Linked DNA regions of Mus musculus: region 1 is linked to region 2. A link is a contact called in public HiChIP or PLAC-seq data. All regions are on one chromosome and are shown on one strand. Each heading gives the region's core, a stretch centred on a gene start, on an enhancer-like site or on the middle of the called end of the contact. The rest is flanking DNA. Distances are from core to core; before and after follow the strand shown. Region 1 holds the start of Zfp113 (zinc finger protein 113). Region 2 holds the start of Adap1 (ArfGAP with dual PH domains 1).

What was found. HiChIP or PLAC-seq counts read pairs in DNA pulled down with a chosen protein or histone mark.
Region 1: a contact with region 2 is called in a FOXA1 HiChIP or PLAC-seq map of pancreatic cancer cells. The contact joins the promoter of Zfp113 here to the promoter of Adap1 in region 2.

The regions. Positions count from the first base shown.
Region 1 is chr5:138,153,680-138,159,310 of GRCm38.p6, forward strand. Zfp113 (zinc finger protein 113) reads right to left here and starts at 2,065. Exons shown (of 5, transcript NM_019747.4): 1 at 1,951-2,065.
Region 2 is chr5:139,323,177-139,328,661 of GRCm38.p6, forward strand. Adap1 (ArfGAP with dual PH domains 1) reads right to left here and starts at 2,288. Exons shown (of 11, transcript NM_172723.4): 1 at 2,105-2,288. The coding sequence starts at 2,186.

The DNA.
Region 1 (5,631 bases), core at 815-3,314, 1.2 Mb before region 2:
TACCGTTAAAATATTTTGCTGGGTGGTAGTGCTGCACACCTTTAACCTCAGCACTCGGGAGGCAGAGGCAGGCAGTAAGTTGGAGGCCACCCTGGTCTACAGAGGTTCCAGGACAGCCAGGGCTACAGAGAAAAATTGTCTTGAAACAACAACAAAAAAGGTGAACCACTTGGCATAGGTGGCACAGGCCTGAAATTCTATCACCTACGAGGCTGAGACAGGATGGTGCCAACTTAGTCTCTACCTCAGAGAAACAGGCATGCACACACACAGCTTAAAAGCTGGGCATGATGATGCACGCCTTCGATCCCAGCACTTAGGCAGAGAAGTAGACAGATCAGAGTTTAAAGCCTGCCTAGTGTGCATAGAGAGTTCAAGGACAGCCAGGGCTACGGGGAGAGAGAGCTGTCTCGAAAACAACAAACTACAGAGTAAAACCATCCAGGTGTGGGCAGGGCCTTTCTCTTGCCCTGTTGATTTGGGGTTTTTTTTGGTTTTTTGGAGACAGGGTTTCTCTGTATAGCCCTGGCCGTCCTGGAACTCACTTTGTAGACCAGGATGGCCTCGAACTCAGAAATCTGCCTGCCTCTGCCTCCCGAGTGCTGGGATTAAAGACCACCTGGCTGTAAGCACAGGTCAAGAGAGGCTTCGCCTCCTGGATCCTTTCCTCTTTCTTTGGAGTAACTCACTATAGGATTAAGGTAGCGATGACTGGAAACTTAGCACCTTTTGTGCAGTTCTGAGGTTTTTGTTTGTTTGGTTTGGTCTTTCTTTATTGGGTAAGAATCAGGCTATAGCCCAGACTAGCTTGGAATTCACTGTATAGGACAAGTTGGCCTTGCTTCATTTGCCTCTGTGCTGGGATTAGATGTGAGCAAGCCAATTTGGCTAATTCCTGGAAATTCACATTAGGTCATTGTTTCTCAAACTTGTAGGTCGTGACCCCTTTGAAAGTTGAATGACTCTTTCACAGGGGTTACCTAAGACTATTGGAAAACACAGATATTTACATTACTGTTCTTATCAGTAGCAAAAAAAATACGGTTATGAAGTAGTGACAATAATAACTTTACGGTTGGGGGTCATCACATGAGAAACTGCATTAAAAGGTCATAGCATGAGGAAGGTTGAGAATTTCTGTTTTAGGTTCTACCAGTTCTGTATGATTAAGGGGTCAAAATGGGGAAATCGGGTTCAGTTTATGTCTAATATAGGTACTTAAGAAGTACGGAGGGTAAAGGAATGTGCTAGGAACTACCAGCAAAGACCATCACATACTGTCTTTTCAGTACACCCTAAGAGAGCTGAAATGGACTAAGGTTCTCTGTGTTCAACTAGGTTCTCAATGTTTTAGCCAGCTAATGCACTGGACATACTCGGCCACTTCTGCAGGGAGCCGGCCCCAGCATGTCCACGAAAAGGTATCAGTCAGTAAGCTTAAAAAAAAAAACAAAAAACAAAACAAAAAAACCCTATTCATAGCCATAGGACATGAGATCTTGGTGAGGTTACGGAGGACCCGAGTTCGCACCTCCTCCCAAGCCCTAGTTCTCACTGCGACCCAGAACTACTGTCTGGTTTTCCGATCCAATTAAGGAAAAACTTCCTTCTCCTGCCCTCACACAGAAATCGGTGTGCTGAGAGTACCAAGTTAGGGTGGCAATCTGTCATCAGTTGTTTTAAAGAGAGGGAGACCTCCGTAGCGACGCTAGGAATTTTAAACACTGGGGCTGGGGACGGTAAGAGACACAAAAGCAGACCCGGAGTCCCATTACGCGACACCCGGGATCACGCTGCGCGCCTGCAGCTAGGGTTGCGGAGCTGGACAGCGACTGCAGGAGGAAGGTGGGCCCAGAACCCCGGCGGGCCGCGGACGTGTGAACACCAACCCCCTTCCCCGGAGACCACAACTTCCACCTCACCGCGAGTCCGGGAGATGGCCCCACTCACCCTGGGGACAGGGACGTAAGACTTAGGGGGCCGGACACGAAACAGGTCCTGTTGGACCCTGTTACAGACCCACACAACGGAGAACAGAACAAAGAACGGAAACTGCCCCTCCCCATATCGTTTCCGGGTCGTCCTTTCTCACCACCCAGGACAACAAATGCCCACTTGCTCTCTCTAGGAAAATGGGAGGTCTTCATCTCTCGATGGTACGCTGATGGTGCTGTTCTCGATGGTGCTGGGAAACAAGGGCACCAGACTGCGCCACTTGCTGGCCAGGTTGGGAAGGGACGATGCGTAAGCTGAAGAAGTTGGAGGTCCAGGAAATTCAGGGCACAAGTTCTAGTGGCTCTGAGAGAGAGAGTACACCATCACCTCCATAGCAAGAGAGAGAGTACACCATCACCTCCATAGCAAATATATGAAACTTGAAGAATCCTTTAATATAAATGTGCACCATTGGCTGGTCGTGATGGCGCACGCCTTTAATCCCAGCGCTGGGGAAGCACAGTCAGGCAGATCTCTGTGAGGCCAGCCTGGCCTATGATACAAAACAAAACAAACAAACAAAAAAATAAATAAATAAAAGTGCACCATGGGTTTTGGTTTTTGTTTTGTTTTTCTGGTTTTTTTTTTTTTAAGATTTATTTTATTTATTATATGTAAGTACACTGTAGCTGTCTTCAGATACCAGAAGAGGGAGTCAGGTCTTGTTACAGATGGTTTTGAGCCACCATGTGGTTGCTGGGATTTGAACACAGGACCTCCGGAAGAGCAGTCAGTGCTCTTAACCACTGAGCCATGTCTCCAGCCCCCGTTTTTGTTTTTTTTTTTTTTTTGTTTTTTTGTTTTTTTTTTTTTACTCATCAATTTTTCTTTAATTATTTTGAACATTCTCACTAATTAAGAAAATATTTTATTTCAAAACTTCTTATAGTAGAAAAAAGGATTACCTTTTTAACATGATTTCTCCACTGCTTGATAAGTATAATAGTTATATTTTTAAAATTTGGAATTTATGTTGGTGCTAATGATATTATATCCAAAATAGCACCATGGGTTTTTTTTTAAAGCACTCAGCACTCAGTTTTTAAAAGATTTATTTTAACCAGGCAGTGGTGGTGCACGCCTTTAATCCCAGCACTTGGGAGACAGAGGCAGGTAGATTTCTGAGTTCGAGGCCAGGCTGGTCACAGAGTGAGTTCCAGACAGCCAGGGCTACATAGAGAAACCCTGTCTCAAAAAAAGCAAGACAAAAAATTATTTTAATAGATTTAATATTTATTTGAAGATTTAGTATTTTAATGAGTGTTTTTCTCCTGCATACACACACACATACACACACACCTGATTCAGATATAGGTCAGATGAAGCCATCACATCTTCTGGAACTGGAGTTACGGTAATGAGTGGCCATATGAGTGCATGGAATCTGGGTCCTCTGGAAGAGCAGCCAGTACTTTTTTTTTTTTTAAAGATTTACTTATTATTATTATTATATCTAAGTACACTGTAGCTGTCTTCAGATGCCCCAGAAGAGGGCGTCAGATCTCATTACAGATGGTTGTGAGCCACCATGTGGTTGCTGGGATTTGAACTCAGGATCTTCGAAAGAGCAGTCAGTGCTCTTAACCACTGAGCCATCTCTCCAGCCCACAGCTTTGCTTTTAGATTGCTTGACTAGCCTGGCTGAAGCCCTGGGTCCCCATCCCCAATGGTGCATAAACCAGACAATATGGTACAGTACTGTATTCCTAGCATTTGGGAGGTGGTGGCAGGAAGATCAAGGACTCAAGTTCGTTCTTCAGTACATACTGAGTTCAAAGCCAGCTTGGGCTACATGAGACACATAAGTGATTCTGCACTTACGAGCCTGACGTGGGGTACACATCTGTAATTGCAGTACTTTAGAGCCTGAAACAGAAAGATAGTCAAAAGTTTGAGGCCAGCCTCAATTGCACACTAAAACTCGGTCTCAAAACAAATGATAATAATTAACAAACACATATTTAAAATGAGCTTCCTATAAAGGCTCACATTTGGGGTTCAAGAGGTACCCTGAGACATATTGTGGTTTGGGGGTAAACAATTTATTTTAAGCATTATTAATGCTACAGAGATTGTGCTGGAAGTTGTGAAGAGATTTCAGGCCGGGAGACTAACAGGAGTAAGGAGTACTATTGCATCTTACAGGTTTTAGAGAGGTAGGTAACCCCATTCCATGTCATGAATGACTAGTCAATAGTACACGATAGAGGCACGCACTCTTATTCCAGGACTGGAGTTCATTTCCCAGTACCCATGTCTGTACACTCACAACCACCTATGACTCTAGCTCCAAGGGAAAGAGGAAAAGTTTGTTTCTTTAGCTAATGCGTGTCTATCATATGAGATGTGCCGCCTGTAACCGCCGATTGCTGGGGTTTGGTGCACCGCCTTAGGGGAAGTGAGGATTGCAGACTGGTCAGAGTTTATTTTTTATTTTTTGCAGAAGCTGTGAGGATGAAGAAAGAGGCTCTGCAAGTCAGTATAGCCTGACTAGTCCTAAGCCCAAGCCTAACATGTTCCAATAGACTCTTTTACTTAGTCAATTAATTAATTAAACAGGGTATCATTCTGAAACTCTAGCTGTCCTCTGACCTATGCTGGGGTATGCACATTATACACACACATACACACACACTTACACACTCAAAATAGAGTAAAAAACAAAGGTGTTCTTCTATACACTATTATTGTTTTGTTTTTCTTTCTTTCATTCGTTTTGTTTGTTTGTTTGTTTGTTTGTTTGTTTGTTTTTCGAGACAGGGTTTCTCTGTGTAGCCCTGGCTGTCCTGGAACTCACTCTGTAGACTAGGCTGGCCTCGAACTCAGAAATCCTCCTGCCTCTGCCTCCCAAGTGCTGGGATTAAAGGTGTGCCCCACCACACCCAGCTTGTTTTGTTTTTCGAGGCAGGGTGTCTTAGTCAGGGTTTCTATTCCTGCACAAACATCATGACCAAGAAGTAAGTTGGGGAGGAAAGGGTTTATTCAGCTTACACTTCCACATTGCTGTTCATCACCAAAGGAGGTCAGGACTGGAACTCAAGCAGGTCAGGAAGCAGGAGCCGATGCAGAGGCCATGGAGGGATGTTCTTTACTGGCTTGCTTCTCCTGGCTTGCTCAGCCTGCTCTCTTATAGAACCCAAGACTTCCAGCCCAGAGATGGTCCCACCCACAAGGGGCCTTTCCCCCTTGATCACTAATTGAGAAAATATCCCACAGCTGGATCTCATGGAGGTACTTCCCCAACTGAAGCTCTTTCTCTGTGATAACCCCAGCCTGAGTCAAGTTGACACATAAAATCAGCCAGTACACAGGGTTTCTCTGTGTAGCCCTGGCTGTTCTGGCATTTGGTTTGTAGACCAGGCTGGCCTCAAACTCCAGAGATCTGCCTGCCTCTGCCTCCGGAGTATTAGGACTACAGGTGTGTTCCACCACTGCCTGACTTTTTAATACATTATTAAAATCTGCAAAAAAAAAAAAAAATCATTCCAAGACAGATGAAGGGAACCCAGCTTTCCTTGAGCTCTAGACAGGGGTTGAGTGTTTTAAGAATATTGTTAAATTGCTGTTAGCACTAATGATGACCTTCCCTTCCTTCAGTTTTTCCTCTAATGGAAATCTCTTTAGGTTTATAGTATA
Region 2 (5,485 bases), core at 1,038-3,537:
GGTGAGGCTCACTGGGTGCTTTCCCACAGCCGGGTGAGACTGCTCAAGGCTGCCCTGGAGCCTTGATGGTCAGAGGTGACCTGGGCTTGCCATGATGTTCTGCTGTCTAAGAAGATGTCATTATTCCCCAAGGTACCCTTGATCCCCCTGGAGTGGTCAAGAACACCCATGAGCCAATCCAGAGGACCACATGGAACACACATGTCTCCCCACCTCAACAAGGCCACCACAAGACAGGAGACTCCAGAACAGCATCACAGAACACAGGAAGACCCAATTACCTACTAAGCACCGGGGGCCTGTGCGGACCTGCCATCGGAGTCACGAGGCAGGCGTTGTGGCTGAGCCCAGGAGCTAGGCAAAAATGGGAGGTTTGTATAGACAGTGCGTGTGGGCCCCGAGTGGGCATCAGGAAACCCAGGCAGCCTGTGGACACCCAAGTGAGTTCAAGCTGTTGAGGCCTCAGTTTCCCTGCTCATAAAATGGAAACAAGCCTCATACTTAATCTGCCTCGCAGGTGGGGGAGGGGGAGAAACAAGCTGTTATTATAAGGCAAGTCTGAAAATGGGCAGCTTGGCTTACAGCCAGCAAGGGCTGGGCCCCAAGAGGGCAGTAGCTGCGGCAGCCAGTGGCCTGGGACTGGCTAAAGGGCTGCTAGGACATTACATAGGTGAATGGTGTAGGGTGGTTCCTATTGAGCCTTCTGGAAGCCCCTTCTTCCTCCTGCTCAGGCCAGGAGGTCTAGGGAAAGTAAAAGCTGTTCTGGCTGGGTGGCCAAGGAATACGAGGTTAGGCCAGCTTCTCTCGTGGGGTTTGCTGCCCCCCCCCCACAAGTCAGGCTTGGAAGCTGGGCAACCCATCAGCCCTCCTTACAGGGGACTCCAGCATAGCCAGCTTTCCTAAACAAGTTGAAAGGCAGGTCTGAGAGAGGGAGGTGGGGAGAGTCCACTGAGCCAGGCCAGCTGGCAGCAGTACCACATAGCACCAGGGAGGCACCACCCCGCTGCACCACCGTCAGGGCCCTGCGGTGCCCCAAGAGACCAGGAAAGGGCTACTTCATCTTGCCTACTTCCCACTGAAGCTTGGTCAATGTCTCCTCCCAGGGACACCAGGGCCCCTGGGGTGGCATGCACTTACTATTGGCTAGCAGATTCTCAGCCTCAGGCTGGCACTCTTCAGCCCAGAGGCGGGGATGTGGGGGAGAGATGGGAAGGAGGTCCTATTTACAGACTGCAGGCTTTCCGCCTGCATCTCAGGGAGATAGAGTTAAGTCCCCAAGGAATTGATTCCTGGTATGTTCTGAGGGGTTCATGCTAGGGCCCCCTGATATCCCTGAAATGCCCTGTCCCCACCTGCATACCCAGATAGGATCGGCCTGGGAGGGCCAGCTCTCAGAGCCTGCCAGCTGGTCAGAGAACCCGGCCCTTTTTCCATAGCCAATCCTGAGCCCCTGTGTTCTGGCCCCTACAAATCCTTCCAAACCTGGAGCAACCAAGGGACAAAGTCTGGAAGATGTCTGACATATGCGTCTATGACTCCCACCTGTCCCCGACTGTCCTGATCCCAGAGAAGCTAGGTAGAGAGAGCCAAAGGCACATGGCCAGAATGTCCTCACAGGGCCACCCAAGGCTCTGCATCCTCCCCCAGCCTTGAGTCTGTACAAGACGGTGGCCCCAGGCAGGGATGCCATGACGTCATCTCCAGGTAGCTGGGAACCAGGTGGACCCCATACTCCCTGGCAGACACCCTGGGCTCACTGGCCGCTTTCCTTGCAAGCCAACCGCCCCTGCTGATTTCCTCTTTTTTTTTAATACCCCGAGACGCCAAGGTTTCGCAAGGCTGGGGAGGGGAGGCGGCTGCGGGTGACAGCGTGACACGCAGCCCGGCGGGGGAGGGGAGTCGGCGGCACAGGTCGCACGGAGCCCGCGAGGTGCCCTCCGGATGCTGCGCCTCACCACTGCCAGTCCCTGACGCCGGCAGGTGCACCCGGGCCGCGCCCCAACCCAGCCAGGACCCAGCGCGTGGCGCGTCCCCATCCCCCGCGCCCCCCACGCAGTCCTGTCCACCCGGCCGCACCCCGCGCCTCCGCCCGTCCCGCACCTACCCGGGGCTCCGCAGTCAGCGCAGCGCGTGTTCCCCGGCCGCGTCAGTAGCTCCAGCAGCGCCCGGCGCCGCTCCCCGGCCATGGCTGCGCGGCCACCGCGCCGTCCCGAGCACGCCCGCCCCGCTAGGGCCCCGCGCCGCGCGCCCGCCGCCCGCCTTGCGCCATCGCCACCGCTCAGCCCGCGCGCCGGCCCCGATCGTGTCGCCGCGCGGGGCCGCCCTGAGCGGAGCTGCGCGCGCGGGGACCGGGGAGTAACGCACGGCGCGCCCGGGACGGCGCGGCCCGCGGGCGGCCCCCAGCGGCGCGGACAGGGAGCGGCCTCTTGGAGAGCCCGGCCTCAACGGGTCCACCTGGGGCGGGGTCGCAGGGAACCCGCGCTGCGGAAGGATGGGCCACCCAACACGCAAGCGTGCCTGTTGGGTTGAAGCTGAGGTCGCGGGCAGCTCAGGCTAGCCCTACCTATGAATGACAAATTCCAGTACTAAAAGGATCGAAGGGCTCCACCCTCACACGTGTCCAAGTCTATAGTCTCATCTCCAAGAGATAGGACAAGAACTGGCCACACCCTTCCTGATCTCTGGCCCGCTCCCTCCCAGAGCCGGGTGTCTGCTTCTTTAACTGGCCCTAGCATTTCTTTTCAAATTCCATTTTCTCCATTATAAACGCAATAGTAGCCATTTAGAAGCCAATGGCCACACCCAACTGAGAAATGAAAGCCATCTCCAAAGCCTCCTGAGAGTCTACTCCTGCTAATATGTCACAGCCAGGGTGTTGGTTGCTCTATGATTTGGCCCCACAGTGTTCCCTGCCCCGCAAAGGCCCCTGGGTTAAGGGCACAGTCCCCACGGTGATGCTATAGTGTGGTCAGGGCTACTGGGAGGAAGTTAGGTTGTTGGGACCCTAGCCTCTTCGTTATGCTCTCTCTTGCTTCCTGGGGAGGAAGGGTCCGTTTTGTCCCACCACGTATGTCATGCTGCTTTACTGCACATTGTCTTTCTGAGTGTCTACTTTGATGTCATGAACGTTTGCAATCCTGGCCGACTCCACCTGGTGGCCCTCTGCTGAGGCTGTTGTCTTGCCAGGGGCATCTGTCCCTCCTGACCTGGCTGTCATGCCATTGCAGAACTTGTTTTGGGATCAGGAGACAGAACATGCAACCTGCCCCAATGCACATTTTGGAGGTCTTGAGGCCGGTGGCGCTGTAGGCTTGTTGTTTAACGGATCTAATGTTTTTCTCCTGAAGCCTACTGGAGCCTGGCTCCAGACCTGGCACACAGCAGGAGCTTGGAGAATGAAGCAAAATGCAGACTGCTGGGGGCTGGGGAAGTGGTTCAATGGATAGAGAGCTTACCCAGCATTCACCGAGCTGCGTATTGTGTCCTCGGCACCACAGAACCTAGGAGTACTGACGGATGCCTCTACTCTCAGTGCCCAGGAGGTCGAGGCAGGAGGATCCGCTGTTCAAGGCCATCCTCAGCTACACATCTAGTATGAGGAGAACAACCTGGACTATACGAGACCCAGTCTTTAAAAACAAACAAACAAACAAGCAACAAAAATACAGAATCAAGACAAAAATAGACTAATGGTAGTAGTTGTGTCCCAGGTCTCTAGTAATCCAGTCAGTCTCAGACTTGCAGCAATCCTGCCACCGTCTCTTGAGTGCTCAAATAACAAGCATGGAGTGCCACCTATGCTTTCTTATTCAACCCCCATTTTATAGTCAGGGAAACTGAGGCACACGTATGCATGACAGAACTAGAGTGACAGCAAACCCGAGAGACAAAGAGACACAGACCCCATCTCCCTAAAGAGAACAAATTGTCAGTGAGGAAGCTCCTTCCTGGGGCCAGACCGAGGCCTATCAAGGACAGCTCAAAGGCAGCAAGGCCTGAGCCTGCACCCTGCCGTCTCAGGCCTGTGTTGCTGCCAGCAAAGATGATTCACCCATCTGAGCTTTCCTCTTCTCTGCCCTTCCAGTCCTCTCCTCTGCTGTCCAGGTCTCGGCTGTAGACCCCAGCCCCAATACCCTAGCACTTCCCAGGCCTGGGTTGGGCATCTAACCAGAGGCCAGGCGTCTGCCTCCTCAGAGCATATGGCCACACTGGGTAGGAAGTGCCTCAGACGGCTGAGTGCCTCCTGCAGCACCCAGTGAGTGCAGGAACTTACACACAGTAGGTCTTCAAGCAGCTGCCACCAGAGGCTCAGAGGCTGGGAACTGAGCCCAGAGCTGTTGAAAGTCAGGATGGCCACTCCAGCCTAGTAGCTGGTCTCTAAGGACCAGTGACAGCCCCCTGCCTCCCCTCTCCACTGCCTGCTTGTGCTGTGAAACCCTGAGTAAGGAATTGTGCAAGGACCCAGAAGTCCCATCGTGCGACCCAGCCGTGCTGGCAGCTGTCCTTGCTCTGAGGAAGGCAGAGGCGAGCCCTGTCTCCCAACAGTTTCCTTTCTCATTATCACAAGCTGATGGTCCCCTGACAGGGTTTGTTTCTAAGGTCACAACGCAAGAACTGATATGGGCCATGAAGAAAGCTCGAGGGGGGGGGGGTGAAACATCTGCTTCTTGTTTGATTCATTGTGTGTGTGGTGTAAGCATGTATACATGTGCATTGTGTGTGCAGTGCACATGTATGTAGAGGCCAGAGGTTGATGTTGGGTAACTTCCTCTATCACTTCGTTCCTTATTTGGGGAGACAGGGTCTCTCACTGAACCCTGGAGCTGACCAGTTCAGCCAGGCTGGCTAGCCAGCTTGCCCCAGGGATGCTCTAGTTCTTCCTCCTCAGTGTTAGACTTATAGAGCCAAGGTTTCCATGAGTGTTGAGGATCCAAGTTCAGGTCTTCATGCTAGCACAACAGGAACTTTACTGACAGCCATCTTTCCAGCTTCTTGGCTTGACTTTTTTTTTTTTTTTAAGATTTATTTATTATTGTGTGTAAGTACACTGTAGCTGTCCTCAGACACACCAGACGATGGCGTCAGATCTCATTACAGGTGGTTGTGAGCCACCATGTGGTTGCTGGGATTTGAACTCAGGACCTTCAGAAGAACAGTCAGCGTTCTTAACCGCTGAGCCATCTCTCCAGCCCCGACTTTCTTTTTTAAGATGTAAAAATTTATATGAGTATAAGAGGGTCTTGTCTATATGTTTATATGTGTACCTCATGCACGCCTGGTGCTTGCACATACCAGAAGAGGGTGTCATATGCTCTGCAGCTAGAATTGCAGACAGCTATGAGCTCATATGGGAGCTGGAAACTGAAACTGGATCCCCTGCAGGAGAGCGGCTGAGGCATCTCTCCAGTCCCAGTGGCTTGGCTTCTTATTTGCTTGTTTGTTATTGATTGATTGATTGATTTTTCGAGACAGGTGTTCTCTGTGT